Regions from separate parts of the Mus musculus genome. Here region 1 is linked to region 2. The links are chromatin contacts, called in public targeted proximity ligation maps. All regions are on one chromosome and are shown on one strand. The core of a region is the stretch at or near the end of the contact, and the rest is flanking DNA. Distances in the headings are between cores, read along the strand shown.

Region 1 (5,164 bases), core at 623-3,122, 430 kb after region 2:
ATAAAGAGAAACAGGACACACTAAAAATTCACACCCTGCAAGTGTGCTGAGTAAGGCTCTTGGGCCCTGACCTGATGTAGTCATTTCAGATACTTGTACAAAAACTGGAACTGTAGAACTATCTCCCACTGGGTCCCTCTGAGAGACCTTGGAAATAAGGTTTCAAGCAGAGATGTGCCATTGAGAGTGTAAGGAAAGTAGAGGTGACATCAACCAAAAGATGGATGGGGGAGGGGATATTTTGACCATCGTCCATAAATCCCAACTTCCTTTTGAATACTAAATAACTCATGATGCTGAGCTAAAAAGTTCGGAAAAACTTTACTTGCTCTCAAAGCTTTGTCTAGGAAGCAGTTATATGTGTATAGGTAAATTCAGTCTCCGTGATAAAATATACAATTTGATGACACTAAGTGCACTCATATTTATGGACAGGACTAAAATCTATTTCAAACAGAACTGCTATATTCATTCCAAGCCCTTGGCATCCATCCCCTAGTCTACTTTTGTTGGTATCTACAAATCTGTCTATTCCAGGTACCTGACATCACCAGAATGAGATAGTATTTGTTCTTAGCATAGGAAGTAGCATTTTCCCAGAGACTATGAAGGCTGAATCTACCTTCCTCCATTTTTAGACATGAAGACATTGACACCCAGTGACTGCAGGCTGTAAATCATGTACCACAGGGAGTAAAAAGGCTACCTTGCTTCCCACATTGAGGCCTAAATCAGTGGCAGCACTCTGACTTTCCCACACTCTGATTTGAAAGGCAAAACCTGTTTCCTTGGCAACAGATACACACAACAAACCAACTTGGGAGCAACTTAAGTTACTATGTGTCCTGTGGTTCCCCCTTTCCCATGTTTCATTTTTAAAGAAGACACCATCAACTGAGTCGAGGAGAGGACGACATTTTGGAGAGTGTCCACAACGTGTCTGTCATGCTAAACACCATAAGTGAACTGGAAAGTGCCTAGTCTCTAAAAGGCAGTTTTCCGTGGTCTTTGTGAGTTGTCAAGAATATTCATAAGAGGTTCCCACAGATTTAGGCTAATGTGAACATCCCAGCACACATTAATCTGGGAACAGTTAACTCTATGTGAAAGGCACTAATACACGCTTGCGTTTACTTTGCACAGTTATTCTTTTACGATGTTCATAGTTCTATGAGGCAGAGACTATAATTTAGCCCCATTTCACAGATGAAGAAACAGGTAATGTCGTGTTAGCAAGCCTTCATTGCTGTGACAAAGTAGCTAAAGAAACAATAATTTATTTTAGCTTGTGGCTGGAGAGGTTCACAGTGATGAAGACACCTGGGTAGAGTGGATCAGCTTCCATCATGGCGGCCAGGAAGCAGAGAGAAAGGAAGAGAGTAGGGAGTAGGGAGCATTTATTTGTTTGTTTACTTATTTTGGTTTTTCGAGACAGGGTTTCTCTGTGTAGCCCTGGCTGTCCTGGAACTCACTCTGTAGATCAGGCTGACCTCGAACTCAGAAATTTGCCTGCCTCTGTCTCCCAAGTGCTGGGATTAAAGGCAACTGCCACCATGCCCGGCTAGGGAGCATTTATAACCTTCAAAGGCATAAGCCCGCAGTACAGGGGAACGCCAGCGCCAAGAAGTGTGAGTGGGTGGGTAGGAGAGCAGGACGGGGGTAGGGTATCGGGGACTTTTGGGATAGCATTTGAAATGTAAATGAAGAAAATATCTAATAAAAATTGAAAAAAAAGGCATAAGCCCCCCCTTCTCCTCCTTCTCCTCCTCCTCCCTTGGTGATGTACTCCCCCCTCCCAGCTAGCCCCGCCCCCTAACAGCACCACTTCCTCCCAAATAGCAGCAGCATCTGGGGACCAGGCAGTCAGCATGTGCACCTAGAGGTACTTTCATATTCGACCCACAAGTGTGTATATGGTGAATATAACGTTTGAACAAATGCCCCAGACAGTTTGACAGCAGCACAAGGGAAAGTGTCTATGATACACAAGAGACACGAGGACCAAGTATCCCTGGCTCCTGCCTCCTTCGAGATACTGGGGAAGCTTTCTCCGGGTCAAGCACGTTTTTCATTGTCCGCAAGTAGAAAGGGACTGTTGTTTCCTCCTTTGGAAAGATAATCAAGGAAAATGAAAAGCCCATCTCTGTTTTATTTCTTACTTCTCTTTTCAATAACCACAGCCCCTTTGGGGTTTGCACAAGCTGTTGTTCTTTGAGTCTTCCAGCCACAGATCTGCTGCTTGCTTTCAAAGTTGGGGGGTTAGGGGACAGAGACAGAGATAAAAGCCTCAGTCCATGATGGTAGGGAGAGCTGTGTGGAATAGGTTAGCATCGATTATGGCAGCCAAGAAGCAAAGAAAGAGAAGAAGAGACCAGGGACTAGGTATAACCTTCAAAGGTGTAGCTTCCAGGGATGTCTTTTTCATCTAGGTACTGTGGCTGGTTAGATGCACACACACACACACACACACAGAGAGAGAGAGAGAGAGAGAGAGAGAGAGAGAGAGAGAGAGAGAGAGAGAGAGAGATTGCTCCTATTTCAAGATGTTATATTATAAACTCAACCATCAAAACCACTCCAAGAAGGGTTGCATTCACTTTATATATTTGCTACATTATGTGTGGGGTAGGGAGGGAATATGGGCCATTTATTTTATTTCCTTTGTATAATGGTGATATAATTTCAAATTTAACAGCCCATCACACAATTCTATTCATTATTTCCCACCAGAAACCCTGCTAGGAGACAAAATAAATAACTTGTGAAACTTCATTCCTCAGCCCTGGGATTTTTTTTTTAAATAAAATGACTTATGTATTGAGACAAATTGTACACTTTAAAACCCTTTACTATCCCCCTGGCAATGGGGCAACGAGACACTTTGGTGATTGTAATGTTTTTATGTCAGTCAGGGGCAGAGCTGATGGCAATCTTTTGTTCATCCTAGCTTGATGCCTGGCTTGGTGGCCAAGGCTGTTTCGTGCCTGGGACACATGAAAATCAAATCAAATCAAATTCAGGCAGTACAGAGCTAGAAGAGGAAGACAAAACTGTGTTCTGCCATGTCATGCTATGCAGACTGGGAAAGATGCCTACAGACCTGTCTTCCAAAGACCCACAGTACAGGCAGACCATAGACACACAGAACCCTGCCTACCATCACACAGTGAAACATGGGAAGAAGACACACACACATGCACACACACACACACACACACACACACACACACACACACACACAGAGGGACTCATGAACCCCCATGTCACCCACAGACTTGCCCTCCAGCACACAACACAAGTGGTACACAGACACTCTCGTGCCACAAGGGCTTGCCAGGTGGGTAGCCAGCCTGCAGTGGGAGCCACCACAGTGTGTGAGTATGTGGTGGACACAGATGGGAGAGAAAGAGAAGTGGAGCAGCTTGAGCATTTTGAAGAGATGGAACTCGAGACTCGACGGTGGAGAGAAGTAGCCAGCCAGGACACCTGGGGCCATCATAAAGTCCCAGTCTGAGCTGCCACCGAGGGCCATGTCTGGGCTATAGAGTCAGAGTCAATGTCAATAGTTCCTATTACCACTAGAGATCATGGGGGCATCCCCGATCCAGGCAGCTGCCAGGAAACATGTGGATGTCTAGGGGCTGTGCAGAACTGGCCCCATCCCTCACTGGCTGCTGGCACTCTGGAGAGCTGGCCCTGCCTCTCACTGGCAGTAGCACTGGGAGAGCCTACCCTGTTCTCAGCCAGGCAGCAGAGTGGAGCCAGCCTTAGTAGCAGAAGACAACCCCATCACTTGTCTGCCATGGGGTAGCATGGGTACCGAGGTTATGCCTCCACCCCTCACCATCTCAGCAGTCAAGAGAGCTGCCTGCCTACAGAGTCATGAGCTTGGGAGAGCTAGCCCTGCCCCTCACCAACTGCAGCATTTGGGGGATCAGGCCCTGCACCTCACCTAAAAGGCACACCAGAGCTGACCCTGGTGGTAGGGGTGCCGGTGAGCCAGCCCAGAAGGCAAGAGCAGGAGAGCTAGCCCCACTGTTAATCTACTGTAAGGTGGTTCGGATGCGAGGTTAATGTCCTTTCCCTCCACACACCCTCACTACTGCTGCAGGTGGGAGATGAAATGTTTTCTTTGTTTTTTGTTTTAATGTGTGTGTGTGTGTGTGTGTGTGTGTGTGTGTGTGTGTGTGTGTGTGTGTGTGTGTGTGTTGGGGATGGGGAGGTTGTATGAGCAAAGGGCAGATATGAGGGAATGGGGAGATGAACAGGATTGGGGGGGTCAGTTTTGCATTAAAAAACACCAACTGTTACAGCAGTGTTTCTTTTGTTGGTGGCAGAAATAATAGGTGAGTAGCTGTCAAAGATCAGCTTTGACACCACAGGATAAACTGAGGCAGGCATTGGGGTATGGTGTGAAAGGGTGAAAGGGCCAGTGCTGATAGCAACCTGTGGAGGTTGCTGCTGCTGGAAGCCAGCAATTAGAGAAAAGAAAGGGGGTAATTCAAGCACACACACAAGCATGAGAGAGAGAGAGAGAGAGAGAGAGAGAGAGAGAGAGAGAGAGAGAGAGAGAGAGAGAGATGTTGAAGCAAAGACAGGCTCTAGCATTTTTTTCTCTTAACCATTTTAATACCCCCTTAAGAAAAAAAAGCTTTTCTATTTAAGAAGGAAGTTATCTCATAGCCACAAGTTAAACAATTACCACAAAAACATAGTCTTCAAAAACCAGATTAAAATCATGACGTAAGAGGAAATGTCAACCCAACTGTTGATTGTGTTTTTCTTCCTTGAAACTTAGAGCTAAGCAAACAATTCTCATTTATCTTTCTTTCCATAAGCTCATCGATTATCCAAGTTTAAGCAGACCAAGTCTATTGTAGCAAGTTTCTTTCTATGTTTGACTGAAGACAACTGGTATTTACTAAGGAACAGGTCATCTGTCTGACATCCTATTTTTGAAGTCTTGATCAGTTAGACTGGCTAATCATCTGTTCTCTGTTCTTATAATAGAGTTGTTTATTCTTCATTCATAGCCGATTTCATAGTGCATACCGAGGACCTATTACCCCATTCCTAGAGCACAAGACCAAGGAACTCAGGCCCAACCTAGAGTGAAAGCTTTCTTTGAGCATTTCCTTGTCCCGAGCCTTTTTTTCTCACTTTT
Region 2 (5,630 bases), core at 896-3,395:
AGGAGCACTCACGAGGCATAGAGTTTCAAAAGGAACTTACCTCCTGGAGCTTTGGCGTTCTCATAACCTGTATACTCACACCCTATCCCAGCATTAGTCTAGTGTATGGATCCGCGTGCTCTCTTTTAGTATTATTTTATTATAAGTGTCTTTTAAGTTTGAATTCTGACATAGCCAGAGCCTTCGCCAGTGTTCCAATGTCCTAGAAAATGCTTGAAGCCGAGGAGCTTGATAGAGACAGTAACTAATTAATCATTACAAAAGATGGAGCCAGCAGCTCAGGGCTGGTCTGCACAGTGTTTACTAAGGACAGTAGTTAGTCTCACCCAAACAAGGGACTACCATGAAAGAGCCAGGGAATCCCACTGAGACAGAAATCTTCAGTACAGGCTACATTGCATATTAGAAGCAAGTTGGTGAATTCTTCTGACAAATGGAGATTCTCCAGATACTTAAAAGTTACACTCATATAAGAATTTATCAAGGCCTAGGAAATAGGGGGGTTGTGGTATTGCATTATTCATGAGAAGGTCTGCTAGAGCAGAACCCCCTGGTGCTAGCCTTCATAAGGCTCAAAAGAGTAGCATTATGGTGTGAAATCCTTACCTGTCATTAAGCTGACCCTAGGCAGGACTGCTTTATCATTACTGTAAACACCTACCTGGTTCCTGTAAGTCCCTTTGAAGTCACTCCTTTGTTTTGTGTCAGGCAACTTCAATGTACTTTGCCTGCTGTGACTTCCTACCCCCTTTATTTTCTGTCCTATACAAGACTGGTGTTCACTTTGTGACAATACATTCAGATTCTACACAATTTCCTGTGTGCATCTGTCTGTCATTCCCGCCGACTCCTTGCCCACCTGTGACTAGAGACCCTTTCCACGCAGACAAAGGGACCCAGAGGGTCTGCAGCAGGGGATACTTGGGTTTGTATTCATTTTAATAGTTATTACAGAGAAATGCTACCAATCAGATCACATTTAGGCACTGGGGCCAGAATGGCTAACACATAGCTGACTCAGGCTGGAGAGATGGCTCAGCCATTAAAGGTTACGCTTCCAATCAAAATATGAGAGGACTCCATAGGTCTACATTATAAGAGAGTGAGTTGCCAGGAAGAGAGTTGGCACAAAAAAAAATGGAAAAAAGGGAAAAGAAGCTATGTTAGGTGAGGTGGTTCTCTGAGCAGGGGTCACTTAGCTAAATGGTAAGGGGTTGGTGGAAAGAGCAGGCCACCCAGAGGGGATGACAAATGTAGATCATCTACAAACTACAGAAAATGAAAAATACCTAAAATATACAGTATACAGCCTACCATTCAAAAATGACAACTTAAATAAGATGGTCTAGAAAATAATTTCTTCACAAATAGTAGAGATGGCGAGACTAAATACTATATATACTAAATATCTATAGGTAAATAGAGAAGAATCACAGAAGAGCTTTCTCAGAAGTGAAAAATGAAATGAAATGAAATGAAATGAAATGAAATGAAATGAAATGAAATGAAATAAATTGAAGTCACCACACCCAGATGGTTTCAGAACAGAACTCCAAGAAAACAAGATCAGGCAACACACCTGAGATCTAAGAAAGTATAGACAAAGAAGCAGGGGTTTAAATTCAGTAAATCTCTCTGTAAAAATGAATATAATATTGTTACCAATAATTAACAAATACTATAAACACACACACATACACACTCATGCACACATGTGCACGCATGTGTGCACATGCGCACACACCACAAAACAGAACAATCTCATTGGTCTAGGTTCATTTCTGTTACCATGATAAAATATCCTGACAGAAAAGCAACTTCTAGGAGGGAGTGTTTAGTTTAGCTAGCAACCCCAGGCTACAGTCCATCACTGATTTCTGAAAGCAAACAATGAAACCCTATAGGTACTGGGGAAAGGAGAAATTTTCTAAATTTCTTTAGAACTGAAAAGCAGATAATTTTTTCTTACTTTTATTCAAAACCCGAGTTCAATGAACTAGAAAGTGATTGTCTAGTTAGTGCTTCTGTTGTGATAAAATGGCCACTAAAAAGTGACTGAGGGAGGAAAGGGTTAATCTGGCTCACCCTTGAACAGGAAGTGGGGAGAGGGAGGAAGCAGAGAGAGGAGGCTTTACTTCCTGGATTCCTTCCTCTGCCTGCTCAACCTGCTTTCTTACAGAATTTACATCTGCCTGCCCAGAGATGCTGCTGCCAAGAGTGACCCTGCTCCATCAATCATCAGTCAAGCCTGTAGGCCAGGCTAAGGGAGGCAATTCCTCAGCTGAGGCTCCCTCTTCCCAGGGGACTCTAGTTTGTGTCTAGTGGGCAAAAACTAACCAGCACAGTAATTCGTGGTTAATAAAAATTTTAATTTTTCTCAATGAGCAAAAATGTTAATGTTTTAAGGAACCATGATTTCCGGTATAAAATGAATAAAATAAAATTCAGAGAAATTAAATCAACCGCTGTCATTTTCACTGCAGTTGAAGCACCAGGCTGTTCTTATTTCCTTCCTTGTGAAATATGCACATGTCCAATTTCTCTCCAGTGACAAGACCATGAAGCAATAGGGAGCACTGGGCATCTCGAAATGGAACAGAGGCCCAGACCTTAGCACAACTGATTCCATGATGGAAGCACCATTCAGGCCATAAAACTCAGCACATAGACAGTGCCACATGCCAAAACTAAAACCAAAAAACAATCCATATATGTTCATAGTTCTGGGAAAGCCTCAAAATGTACTAACCTTGCTCTGTAGCTTCTACAGTGCTGCTTCTGCCTGTTTTTGTTAACTGAAGTATGTCAATGCAGAGCATGGCTTTTGTGCTTAAACACTCACAAATGAGAAAAGAAGAATTCTGGGGGTCGCATTGAAGTCCCAAGCTCTAGACCTCAAGATATTGGGGTTCTCAGAGGCCATTGGAGCAAGGAAGAGTATGGTGATCAGGGAACTTCTAGGGTCAATTGCTGCCTAATGCTTCAAAGGCACCTTTGAAATGACACCTCCATTCCAAAGGAAACAAATTAGAAAGTTGCCTGGTCTGTCACCTCCAAGGGTAAGTCTGGTTAAGATGCCTTCTGTTTGGACATAAAGGAGAGGTCAGACTTGGCTGCTGATCCAGTGTCCAGGAACTAAGATGTCTCTGGATCCTTCTGTCTGTTCAGGTTATAAACATGGCCACCCCTGGTTGTCTTTATTCTCTCTCTCTCTCTCTCTCTCTCTCTCTCTCTCTCTCTGTGTGTGTGTGTGTGTGTGTGTGTGTGTGTGTGTGTGTTTCTGTGTGTTTGTCAGTTCTGCTTCCCTGTATTAACAATGGCTTTCTCTGGTGTGAGAACTCCCTGGCTCAAGCCCATAGAACAGAACTGATTGATCTGACCCAGGCTCTCAGATGGAGGAAAGCCTACCACCATATACACAGCCCCCCAGTCTGGATGCTCTCACTACCAGGCATGGTAGAAGGTGGACCTATCCTTATAAGTGACTTGACCTTTCTTTCTTGCTGCTTTTAATACCCATTCTTTACTCTGTGTTCTAAATATTTTACCTATAGTATTTGAATTATAATAGTTTGTGAGGCTTTTACTTTCTAGTGCTGCTAATTTGGAGTTCTGTAGGGTTCTTATAGCTGGATGGCCATCTTTTTCCCTAGGATATTATGCCTAAAAGTTCACCCTAAGAAAGGCTTGGTGCTACACTGGGATCATGAACACCCAGTGTAGTCACTGGCTGGCTGATAAAAACTTTCGGTTGACTTAAACCCATGTTTCAATAGTCTTCTTGGTGAATACCCCACTATCAGTGGTTGCTATGTTGCTTTTCCCAGGAGACAAAAGAAACCTGTTTTGGAGAAATATCTGACTGTCTTTTAAAGGAATGGATCAGGCTGACAGCTACTAAATCTAGTGCCAATCATAGTTGAAGTGAAAAGACAGGCACTATGTGTCTATGGCTTTGTGTAATAGAGAAAGAAAAAAAAACATTTACTACAAAAGCCTTATTGGCAAACAGAAATGAAATTAACCTTAATCTAATTAAAATGAAGCTACAACTAATAATTAAACCAGGTCTACAGTCATGGCACCCATCTGTAATCTCATGAGTGCTACTCATAGGAGGGCCACAGATTCAAGGGCATCCTTGGCTCTATAGCAAGCTGAAGGTCAGGCTGAGATCCTACATGGGGAAAAAAAAGACTAAATAAATAAACAGATAAGGAGCTGAGATGTTCCCATAATGAAGGGTTTGCCTGTCATGCCAGCGTAAGGACCACATTTCGGATTCCCAGTATCCATATAAAAGCCAGGTGTGTGTGGCAGCCTGCCTGAAATCTCAGCATTGGAGGATTCCCCAGGGAAGCTGGGCACTGAGGCTAGCAGAATCTGCACAATCCAGTTCACCCAGAGACCTTAATCTCAAGAAAAACACTGGAGAGTAATCAAGAAGTACACCTGAGGTCAACTTCTAGCTTTGAACTATGTGCACAAACATGCACTCACATGCATGAGCATACACACTACATGCACATGACACACAATATACATACATAAAGGAAGAAAGAAAGGAAAGAGAGAGAGGAAGGAAGGAAGGAAGGAAGAAAGAAAGGAAGGAAGGAAGGAAGTAAAACAGAGAGAACAAAAAAGAGAGAGAGAAAGAAAGAGAGAAAGAGAGAAAGAGAGAAAGAAAGAAAGAGAGAGAGAGAGAGAGAGAGAGAGAGAGAGAGAGAGAGGAAGGAAGGAAGGAAGGAAGGAAGGAAGGAAGGAAGGAAGGAAGGAAGGAAGGAAGGAAGGAAGGGGAAAAGAAAGAAAGAGAGGGAGGGAAAGCCTGCAAAGCTCATGATACACTGACATATGTGAAAATCAGAAAGCTGATCTAAAATCTTATCTCATGAACATATAGAGTCCTTTAAGGAGGATATAAATAACTCACTGAAAGAAATTCAGGAAATACAGTTAAACAGATAGAAGCCATTAAAGAGGAAACAAATTAATCTCTTAAAGAAGTACAGGAAAACACAAACAGGTGAAGGAATTGAAAAAAGTGGTCCAAGACCCAAAAGTAGAAATAGAAACAATAAAGAAAACACAAATGGAGGCAACCATTAAATGGAAAACCTAGGAAAGAGGTCAGGAATCACAGATATAAGCATCACCAACAGAGTACAAGAGATAGAAGAGAGAATCTCAGGTGTAGAAGGTACCTTAGAAAATATTGACACAACTGTCAAAGAAAATTCAAAACATAAAAATCTTCTAACCCAAAGCATCCAGGAAATTCAGGACACAATGAAAAGACCAAATCTAAGAATAATCAGAATAGAGGAGAACGAAGATTCCCAGCTCAAAGGACTTGAAAATGTCTTCAACAAAATCATAGAAGAAAACTTCCTCAACCTAAAGAAAGTGATGGCCAAGAGGTACAAAAAGCCTATAGAACACTTTTTCTTTTTTCTTTTTCTTATCATGAATATTAATTGCTATTTTCTTTTTCTTTAATATTTTTTCTTTTATTGGATATTTTATTTATTTACATATCAAATGTTATCTCCTTTCCCAGTTTCCCCTCTGGAACCCCCCTGTACCATCCCCCTCCCCTTGCTTCTATGAAGGTGTTCTACCACCTACTCCTG

What was found.
Region 1: a targeted proximity ligation map of pro-B cells shows a contact between it and region 2, with 6 times the contacts expected there. A contact is called at or near these places in 2 of 39 promoter capture datasets (the 3T3-L1 cell line and hippocampal neurons), 19 of 484 Hi-C or Micro-C datasets (the AML12 cell line, the C2C12 cell line, the G1E-ER4 cell line and 14 more), 3 of 130 datasets of targeted methods (large pre-B cells and pro-B cells) and 1 of 9 other capture datasets (embryonic stem cells).

Annotation. Positions count from the first base shown.
Region 1 is chr19:32,405,084-32,410,247 of GRCm38.p6, forward strand. No RefSeq gene overlaps it. Among named protein-coding and RNA genes, the nearest start is that of 2700046G09Rik, 18 kb to the left of the region's middle.
Region 2 is chr19:31,973,921-31,979,550 of GRCm38.p6, forward strand. No RefSeq gene overlaps it. Among named protein-coding and RNA genes, the nearest start is that of A1cf, 110 kb to the left of the region's middle.